2 separate regions of the Sus scrofa genome follow, and region 1 is linked to region 2. The links are chromatin contacts, called in public HiChIP or PLAC-seq maps. All regions are on one chromosome and are shown on one strand. The core of a region is the stretch at or near the end of the contact, and the rest is flanking DNA. Distances in the headings are between cores, read along the strand shown. Region 1 holds the start of RALGPS1 (ras-specific guanine nucleotide-releasing factor RalGPS1). Region 2 holds the start of ZBTB43 (zinc finger and BTB domain-containing protein 43).

Region 1 (4,737 bases), core at 1,195-3,694, 45 kb after region 2:
GAGCAGATACAAATCCCTGAGGGAAAAATACCCGGCATCCAATGGACAGCTGGTTAAGAACTTTGAGACACTGGGCACAAAGTTTAAATATTAAGGAACATTTTAGCTTTTATAATCCTTAATGCCACACAAATACTTTATTACAGCCAAGACGACACCAATTGTTACCAACAGATTTAGCAAAAATCAGTTAAAATGATGAGCCCCACAGCTGGTCTGTGAAGAAACAGGAACTCACTCATGTGGGGTGTGAATCAGCCCAGGGGTCCTGCGGAGACCTGGCCTGACAAGATGATACCTTCCTTTGGCTTTGGGTTCACAGAACTCACTCTTAGGGACAGATCTTAAGGAAATGGTGAGACTCTCTGCCCTGGTGCCTCCAGTTAAGAACTGGTTACCTAAAATTCTGTTCAGCAAAAGTTTCTATTTGTATCAGAGAGACAAGGGTGCTCATCCCAAGTCTGCCATTTAGCTGTGTGACTTTTTAATTTTTATTTATTTATTTGTCTTTTTTGTCCTTTTAGGGCCACGCCCACGGCATATGGAGGTTCCCAGACTAGGGGTCTAATCGGAGTTCTTGCTGCTGGCCTACGCCAGAACCACAGCAATACCAGATCCAAGCCGGGTCTGCGACCTACACCACAGCTCACCCTACACCACAGCTCACGGCAATGCCGGATCCTTAACCCACTGAGGGAGGTCAGGGATCGAACCCGCAACCTCATGGTTCCTAGTCGGATTCATTAACCACTGAGCCATGATGGGAACTCCTAGCTGTGTGACTTTAGCTATGAAACTTAACTTCTCTGAACCTCAGTCCCCTCCTTAATTAATGGGGAGAGTAATAGATCGCTACCTCCTGGGGTTATGTCTTAAAGGAGGTCAGGCACATAAAGTGTCTACAGAGCGCCCTGAACATATTCAACAAAGGGTAGCTGTGGCTAGTGGACCCAGCCTTTCCCATATGCAAAGGATGAAGTAGGCATCAAGAAGCCTCAGCTTTATAACTTGAAGAGGAGCTGGTATCTTTGACTCCTCGTTTATTTTTATCACAAAGTCAGAAAAAGGAAAATAAACCTCAGCCACAACTTCTCAGGAGTCCACCAAAATGGGAAGGGAAGGTCTTCAAAGGCTGTTAAATTTGCCTGACAGGGAGGAAAATGCTGAGCAAGGATCCCACTCCCTTGGGTATCTGGAAAGATCTGGACATGCACATTTTTTGGAGACCTGGTCTGTGACAGGAGCTTCCTACTGAAACCAAGCAGGGCCCTGCGGGGGGGGGGGGGGGGTCTTGGGCACAAAAGCCTTTGTGTGTCCCTCCTTTTTTGTTTTTAGGAAATAGGCCTCATCCAGCCTCCCTCTTCCCAGACTTCCAAAAAGTAGGTTCAAACAGTTGCTAATTAGAGAAAGGAAGGGATACAGGGAGGAGGGGGGAACAGTTAAAAAAAACAATGGTGCAGGCTGTAGGCAGGGTCCTGGTTCCTCCCCCAGGAATATACATAACAATACCTTCCAGCTCTTCTGCAGAACTAAAACCCCCAACGAATGAAATGTATTAACTACTTCATGAAGCATTCCTCATTCCAGAAAGGACCACCAGAACCAGTCCCACCGCCAATAGGACACCCCTTTGAAAAATACAAACTTGCATCTAACTTTACCTTGGATCTGTTTTCCATTCCCCAAACTACAAAACCACCTCTTCCAAAGGAGGACACAATCTTTAGGGCATTAGCCTGCTGTGGCCGCCTTTGGCTGGCTAAGCAATAAAGCTACTTTTTTTTTTCCTCCTCCACTAAAACAGGCCGTTTTGGCAACAGTATCCCCAAGTTTGGACTTTTCACATCCGTTTTGCGGGAAGAGGAAATCTGCCCAAGGTCCTCAGTTAGGACTGGGTCTGGTAGGTAGTAACCACCCATGAGTAACCACTACAGGGTAGGGTGAGGAGCAGGCATCTAAAGGGCTGTGGGAGCGAGGGTCCCAGCGGAGGGCAGGCGCAGGCCCCGGGGTGATGGCGGGTCGACTGTGCTGGCCTCTCACCCACCCCGCTCCCGGAGCGCCCGGGCGCGCCCCGCCGAGCAGCCCTCCTCCCACCAGCAGGAGGCGCCCAGGAGAAGGCGGGCGGGGAGGCCACGGGGCGCAGAGCTGCCGCCGCTCCTCCCCCAGTCGAAACCAAGGTTGCCGCTAGCCCATTTGTTCGCAGCGAGGCTCCTGGACGCGGCCGGGACGGGAACCGGGATCCGGGATCCGGGATCCGGTGTCCCTGAGAGGGGCCCAGCCAGTGTGCCCCGCACCCTGGTCCGCGCCTGCCCGGAAGCGCCGGCGCCGAGGGGGCGGGGCCGGGAAGCGCTTCCGGGGGCGGGGGGCGCGGGCTGGGGCGGCAGCCGGAGCGGCGGGGACGGGCCTGGCGCCGGCGGCGGCGGAGGGGGCGCCGCGGGCGGGCGATGTGAGCGCGGCGCTCTCGGCAGGTGAGAAGCGCCTGCGGGGCTGGCGGGCGGCGGGCTAGGCGCGGGCGGAGCCGGCGGGGTGGGAGGCAGTCCCCGGCCGCTGTCCCGCTCCCTCTGGGCGCGGCGGGGCGGGAGCCTCAGCGCCTGGTCAGTCCGGCGGGCGGGCGGCGCGGGCAGAAGCCGAGGCCGGGTGGGGTCGGGAGGCCCCGGGCACCTGCTTGGGCCAGGCGCGCGCCCTGGAGGGGCCAACCCTACTCGGCCCTGGAGTCCGGACGCTGTTCGCGGGGCTGAGGGTCCCGCTCGACCAGCTGCCCCCGGGCTCTCCAGCCTCCGCCCCGGGCGTCTTGGGATCCCCTGCTTCCGGGCCCCTTGGCTCCAGGGGCGCTCTCTTTTTGTATGAGGAGGCCGAATAGTTAAATCCCCTGGAGACCTGGGCCGGGCCATGGGGTCGGCCCTGCTGGTGGCCTCCACTGAACCCCTGCCCCACGCCTCCGCCTTTCTCCAGGTAAACAGGCGGCGACGCGACGTGCTTGGCCCTGGACGACTCCATGGTCACTCTCACCCTCAGACGGTCCTGCTTTTACAGTGGGCTGGGCTGGCCTGGGGGTGTAAACAGTGTCCTTCTAGGCTAGATGGCTGTGCCTTAGGGCGTCATTAGGCTGGGAGTCTCGGTCTTGAGGCTTTCAGCATGTCTCTTCCATGCTGGGCCTCAGTTTCCCCATCTGATCAGTAAGAGTTTTAGATTAGTTCTCTAAAGACTCCTTCAGCTCTGCCATTCTCCGTATGTCTGAAATTGGAAGGGCTGTCCCTGGTTCGAGATATTGGACCGTTTCACTGAAGACTTTTTGCAAATATGGACTTTTTAGCCACTTAATACAATTGGTTTCACACAGGCTTTAAAATGAATCAAGAATCGTCTCTAAACCTTTCCTTGTCGTAACTCTTCCTTTGCTTTTGTTCCTAGTAGTAGTCAGTCCCATCCTGCAGAGTTTTTGCATGTAAAAATTTTTTTGTTGTTTATATTTGCCTATTTTCTCTTTGTTCCCAGTCAGGCCCTCTTTGCTTCACATCTGGATTATTGCAACAGCTTCTTAGCTGGTCTCTGACTTCAGAAGTTCCCCCCACCACCTCCCCCATCCTTCCTTTATGCTAATGCCAAACTTAATATAGGAAGTCAAAAAAAGAGTTGAGTGTTTGCTTGCTTATTAAATGTCAAGATGCTGTTCCATGTGGTGGGGGGAAGAAGTAGAAGGCACACTTGCAGCCTCCGAGCGGTTTACCCTGGTGCTAAGACTTTACCTGGGAAAAGGTAATTGGTTGATAAGACAAGCCTGTGTGCTTTAGAATTAAGTGGGAGGCGAGATGGAGAGGTCACTGTAGGCCAAGTGGTCAGGGAGGGCTTAGTGACGGGGGTGGGGTTTCAGCTGGCTGCTAAAGGATGAGTAGGATTCAGATAGGAAAAGAAGAATCAGGCCCAGTGATCTTATGGAGTTAGTGAATAGACCAGTCTCCCGGTAGAGAAGGGTGCGTAAAGGAAGGGAACAAGAGGATAGATTGGTTGGGCTAGTTCCTGAAAGAACTTGAACACTAGGCCAAAGTTGAAACTGTTCTAAAGGCAGAGGTGAGCGGCAGGAGATTAGGGGTGGTTCATGATCTTTTGCAGGAGGGGGAGGGAGAGAGGGCTGGGAGATCCGCTGAAAGGCCCTGCAGCATTTATACCACTCTTCAAAGCTGCGTAGGTCCTCGGCCTGCCACCTCGCCCACCCTGCCATTTTAGGGCTCCCCTTGGTTTGGCCTCTCCTCGCCTACCTGGACCTTATTCCCTGCTTCTCCTTCTCCCGGTCTGTCTCCTGCAGAAGTGAGTTTATGACTGCCTCTACGGCTTTGCTTCTCTTCCCCCTTCTGAAGTACTGGCCTCCTTTTTCTTCTCCTCTGTGTAAATTCTCCATTTCACTTCCTTCAAGCCCCTGCTGAAGATATACTTCCTCCAGAGGGTGTTCCTTGACTGCCCTACCCCCATGCCTTTGTGGCATTCAGAATCTAAAGCACAGGATTCAGCACTTGTTCTCTGGTTATTGAACTTGCTCTTGTTCCGACTGGAGTGGGCGTTTTTGAGGGCATTATGTCTTAATACTTCTCTCGAAACCCTTGTAATATCTAATACTGTAGCTGGACTTTTATAATAGATACTCAAATACTTCCTGATTTTTGTTGGTAAATGACTTCTTAAGAAAAAAAAGGAAATGCCTCCCCTTTTTAAAGGAGAATCTTTTATTACCAGTTTTCTCTG
Region 2 (4,714 bases), core at 611-3,110:
TGAGGTTGCGGGTTCGGTCCCTGCCCTTGCTCAGTGGGTTAACGATCCGGCGTTGCCGTGACCTGTGGTGTAGGTTGCAGATGCGGCTCGGATCCCACGTTGCTGTGGCTCTGGCGTAGGCCAGTGGCTGTGGCTCCGATTCGACCCCTAGCCTGGGAACCTCCATATGCCGCGGGAGCGGCCCAAAGAAATAGCAAAAAAAAAAAAAAAAAAAAAAAAAAACCCAAAAAAATAAATAAATAAATAAATTGAAATGTTCAGCTTGGACTCTTGGACCATGCACATAGTGCAGCCACGTAATGACCAGACTTTAGTCATACACCCACTAGGGAAGTGTTTTACCCCTCCACCAGGAACCAAGGTAGAGTCAATTTTCTTTTTCTTGTTTGTTTTTTAGGGCTGCACCTGTGGCCCATGGAAGTTCTGAGGCTAGGGGATTGTATCAGAGCTACGGCTACCGGCCTACACCACATCCATAGCAATGCAGGATCCAAGCCACGTCTGCAACCTACACCACAGCTCATGGTAATGCCAGATCCCCTGCCCACTGATTGAGGCCAGGGATCAAAACTGCATCCTCATGGATACTAGTCAGATTAATTTCTGCTGCGCCACAACAGAACGTCTGGTAGAATCAATTTTCTTTGCTGCCTACCTAGGCAGGGCAGATTTTTTTTTTTTCCTCTAGCTTATCCTTCGCTTGAAGATAATGCCTTCTTTGGTCCCAACCTGACCCAAGAAAGGTCCCAATTTGGCTCTTGTTCTGCCTGGACCCAGGTAGATGCCCCCATAGTTGTAGCACCATTATTGTTTACGTACCTCCAGAGATGATTTTCAAAATATTTGTCAGTGGTGACAGACAGTACCTGTGCATTAATTCTAACTTCCTAGGCTTGTGTTTCTGCTTCCTTTCTGCCCTCAGATGGTTCTCCTGACTTTCTCACAAGCTTATCCATATATTTCAAAGGATATTTTCAGTATTTCTCCTAGCAATTTTATATATTTTGTTGCTGTTATATTTGGAGATATGTAGTTGATAATATTACTAGAAACAAAGCCCAAGTAAGAAGTTTATTAGGCTCATGCCAAAAACATTCAGGGGGAAGCAGTCTAAAGCTGAGACTATAGCTTAACGTCGTATGAGACACAGGCGCTCTCAATCTTTCTGCTTTGCTAGCCTTAGAATTGCTTGTATATCACAGGCATATGATAGCGACTGAACTTCCAAACTTTATGTCTGCTTAGAGACCAGAAGAAAATAAAAGTGGCAAAGCACTTAAGGAGCACACTCAACTAGAAGTCCTACTGGACTTTGTAAAAACAAAAACAAAATAAACAAAAAATTTTCCAGAAGCCCCACTCCATGACTTCTATAATAAATATTATGGGCCAGATATTGGCCATATGCCTATGCCTAGTCCAACTACTGGCTAATGAAAATGAGTTTACCACGAATAGTCTGGATTAATTATGAGCCATCCCCTCCAATTGGGAGGAAGGTCTACTTCCCCTAGGATCGAAAGATCTCCTCAGGTATCTGAACAAAATGAAGCTTTTCCTAGGGGTGCCTGGCACAACATTTGCCACACAGAGGGTACTTGGTCCTTTCACTGAACATTTACTGAGCATCCACCACGAGATAAAGGCTCTGTGGAGGGACGAAAAGATTTGACACAGTCCCTCCCACACAAGCTGATAGGTCGAAGTGTTCAGGACTCCGAACATTCCGCAGTTGTCCCAGAAACTCTCCTGCGGATCGACCTGTCCAGGCTCTACTGCGCAGGCGCTAGCTCTCTCGGGGCAAGCTCCATACGCCCCGCCCCGAACGCGAGTCCCGCATGCGCCTCCGGAAGCACTGGCAGTTTCGGGGGCGGGACCGACAAGCGTTTCCGGGGGCGGGAGGTGCAGACTGGGGCGGTCGCGGCTGCGACGGCTTGAACGGGCCTGGCGCCGGCGGCGGAAAGTATCCTACTTGCAGGCTATGTGAGCGCCAAGTCCTTGGCAGGTATGTCAGAGTCGGGACAACGAGTAGCATGAGGGCAGGAAAGGAAACCGGAGAGGTTTGAGGGCTTCTCTGCAGTTCCCGGCGCGCGCACCGCTGGCACCGCCAGGCCCATTACACCCACCGGGATGTTTAAGCCGCGCGCGGGCCGTTGGAGTCCCGGCGACCTGGGTCCGACTCCTGCTGTATCCGGCCAGCCTACTTCGTGTACAGCGACACCAGGGCCCCCGAGGCAGCGTCTTGCCCAAGGTCACCCCGCGGCAGCGGACTTCGGCGGACCAGGGCGCTTAGAGATCCTGCCCCCCGTCTGTCTGCCAGCCTTTTGGGGGCGCGGGGTGGGCGAGGCTTGGCGGCTTCGGGTTCGAATCAAGGCAGGGAGAAAGGCTACGTCCAGACCGCGCTGTAATCGGTCTCTGTTTACGTCTGTTTCACCGCTCTTGCTGTCTGTGTCACCTGTTGTCACCTGCCCTTTTTGCCTTTCAACTTTGTGGCATTGTCAAGTTTGTATTTTTCCCCACTTTGTTTCTCTGGAACTCATCTCTGAGTATATGGGTCCTGTCGTTATTTCTGCTTACACTTTGCTTCTGTAACTTTTGATCCTGTGTTTCCCTTTTAGTCCTTATTCTCTTTTATTCATGGCCTGTCAGTACAGCTCTTTGGCTGTATGTTTCTCTCTCTCTGCCAGTGGTGTGTTTCTCTGTTTCTGCCTCTCCTAACTGGGTTTCTCTGGGCGGGGCAGGCCTGCCCGGACCTCTGAGCCATGGAAGGTGACTCATGACCCTGTGAAGCTTCCTGCACTTGGTGACATTCTTAGCGACTAGACTGCGGTCTGGCCTCAGTTCTGACAGGTGTCACCCAACCTAAGTGTCAGGGTGCAGGAGTTCCTGGAGAACAGAGAGAAGTCCATCTCAGGGCCATAGTAGCTTGATGAATCCTTACCTTTTCTTTCCCATGGTTTTTCAGGCCTGCACAGCTCCCTACTTCCCTTTTCTCCATCCACATGGCCTCCAGGGTTCTAAGGAGCCTGCTCTTGGATTTACAGCTGCTTAACCATACCTGTCTACAGGCAAAGGAAAGGTCTATCTGAGATCCTCTGCCCCTTAGAAGGATTCGTGGAACAGTAGCCGGATTTCTGGGAGAGCATACATGCTTAGTTCAGAGATTGTGCCACTGTGTACAGTTAAATTATGAGAAACCTCATAATTTGGGGATCAGTCTTTGCTTTACAAAAGTATTCACTGGAGAGGTAAGCCAGACACAAGAGAACAAATATTATATGAGGCACACTTACGTAAGGTATCTAACAGGCAAATTCAGAGACGGAAAATAGAATATAGTTTACCAGGGGCTGGCGGGGAGAAGGAATGGAAGAATTATTGTCTAATGGATACAGAGTTTTAGTTTGGGATGATGACAGAGTTCCGGAATAGGTAATAATGATGGTTGCACAACAACACGAATGTACTTAATGCCACCAATTTTATGTTAAGTATATTTTACCACAATAACAAAAGAAAATTGCTAAATGTGGATTCCTGGAACTGACAAGCTCTTTGAAAATGTGATTTTAAAAATTCGTTCTGGGAGTTCCAGTTGTGGCTTAGCAGGTTAAGAACCTGACTAGTATCCATGAGGATGCCGGTTGGATCCCCGGCCTTGCTCAGTGGGTTAAGGATCCGGTGTTACCCCAGGCTGCCACTGCAGGTCTGATTCCACCTCTAGCCTGGGAACCTCCATATGCCTCAGATGTGGCCCTGAAAAAGAAGAAAAAAATCATTCTGTAGCTTTTAGGAACAGTTAGTTGAACCTTTAGTTTCTTGATGTCCTCTTTCCACAACCAAGATCCTTAGAAAAGGAGTTTTGTTAAAAGAATTCAGTGAAAATTTCTACTTGTAGCAAGTTTCCACTCTCACTCTCCTTCCGTAGTCATTGTACTCAGTGCAGAAATTGGCTGCATCTATAGGAAATTTGAGAAAGATTTTATTTTTCACAAGAAGAAAACTTAGATTTGGGAAAATAGCCCTTTTATCACAATAATGACAAATTATGTTGGTTTGTGTTTCCTGATGGAGGAGGCCTTTGTTTTATGTTCTCTTACCTAAGCTATCAGTTTGCCTGTAAGGCAGTTAATTGCGCTTTCTTATATGAGGTAGCAGCTGATTCACCTGTGTGAATCCTGGATACCATGATTATGTCACCAAAGGAAGAGGACACTTCCAGTTAAGCTACTACATGTGCTTTTTTACATTTTCAGACTTATTTAGGCATTTAAAAATGATACTCTAGTGCATATGTATAAAGAAGAAAAGTGAAATGAATTGGTTCAAATGTTCGTTAACTTTCTTAACATTTCCACTCTATTGAATACCTTTCAATTCAGAGTTGATCCGCACTTTTCCACAGCGTTGTCCTTCTTCCCATCAGAAACATTGATGAGGCTCTCAGGAACGCACTATCATCGTCTTAGAGACGGCTATCATACCTTCCACCTGGCCGTCACATCCTGATTTCGGAAATTTTAAAACGTGAAAGAAATGTGCCTCTTATAATCGGTTGAATATGCTTTATGTCATTTTCATGAACTTTCCCCCTTTTCACTTTATTTACGTTTGCAATTAGAATAGAAAGATTTTTTTTTGTCTCTTTGTAACACATTGAAGGAAAAAACTTTTATTTTGTTGGCATATGAAGTAATTTTCATGAAACAAGTGC

What was found. HiChIP or PLAC-seq counts read pairs in DNA pulled down with a chosen protein or histone mark.
Region 1: a contact with region 2 is called in an H3K27ac HiChIP or PLAC-seq map of alveolar macrophages. The contact joins the promoter of RALGPS1 here to the promoter of ZBTB43 in region 2. A contact is called at or near these places in 1 of 5 promoter capture datasets (liver), 3 of 47 Hi-C or Micro-C datasets (heart right ventricle and skeletal muscle) and 2 of 2 datasets of contacts at active chromatin or transcription factors (alveolar macrophages and skeletal muscle).

The regions. Positions count from the first base shown.
Region 1 is chr1:267,434,622-267,439,358 of Sscrofa11.1, forward strand. RALGPS1 (ras-specific guanine nucleotide-releasing factor RalGPS1) reads left to right here and starts at 2,445. Exons shown (of 20, transcript XM_021069060.1): 1 at 2,445-2,468. ZBTB34 (zinc finger and BTB domain-containing protein 34) reads left to right here and starts at 2,367. Exons shown (of 2, transcript XM_021069179.1): 1 at 2,367-2,468.
Region 2 is chr1:267,389,715-267,394,428 of Sscrofa11.1, forward strand. It overlaps ZBTB43 (zinc finger and BTB domain-containing protein 43), which reads left to right and starts at 1,861. Exons shown (of 2, transcript XM_021068980.1): 1 at 1,861-2,005.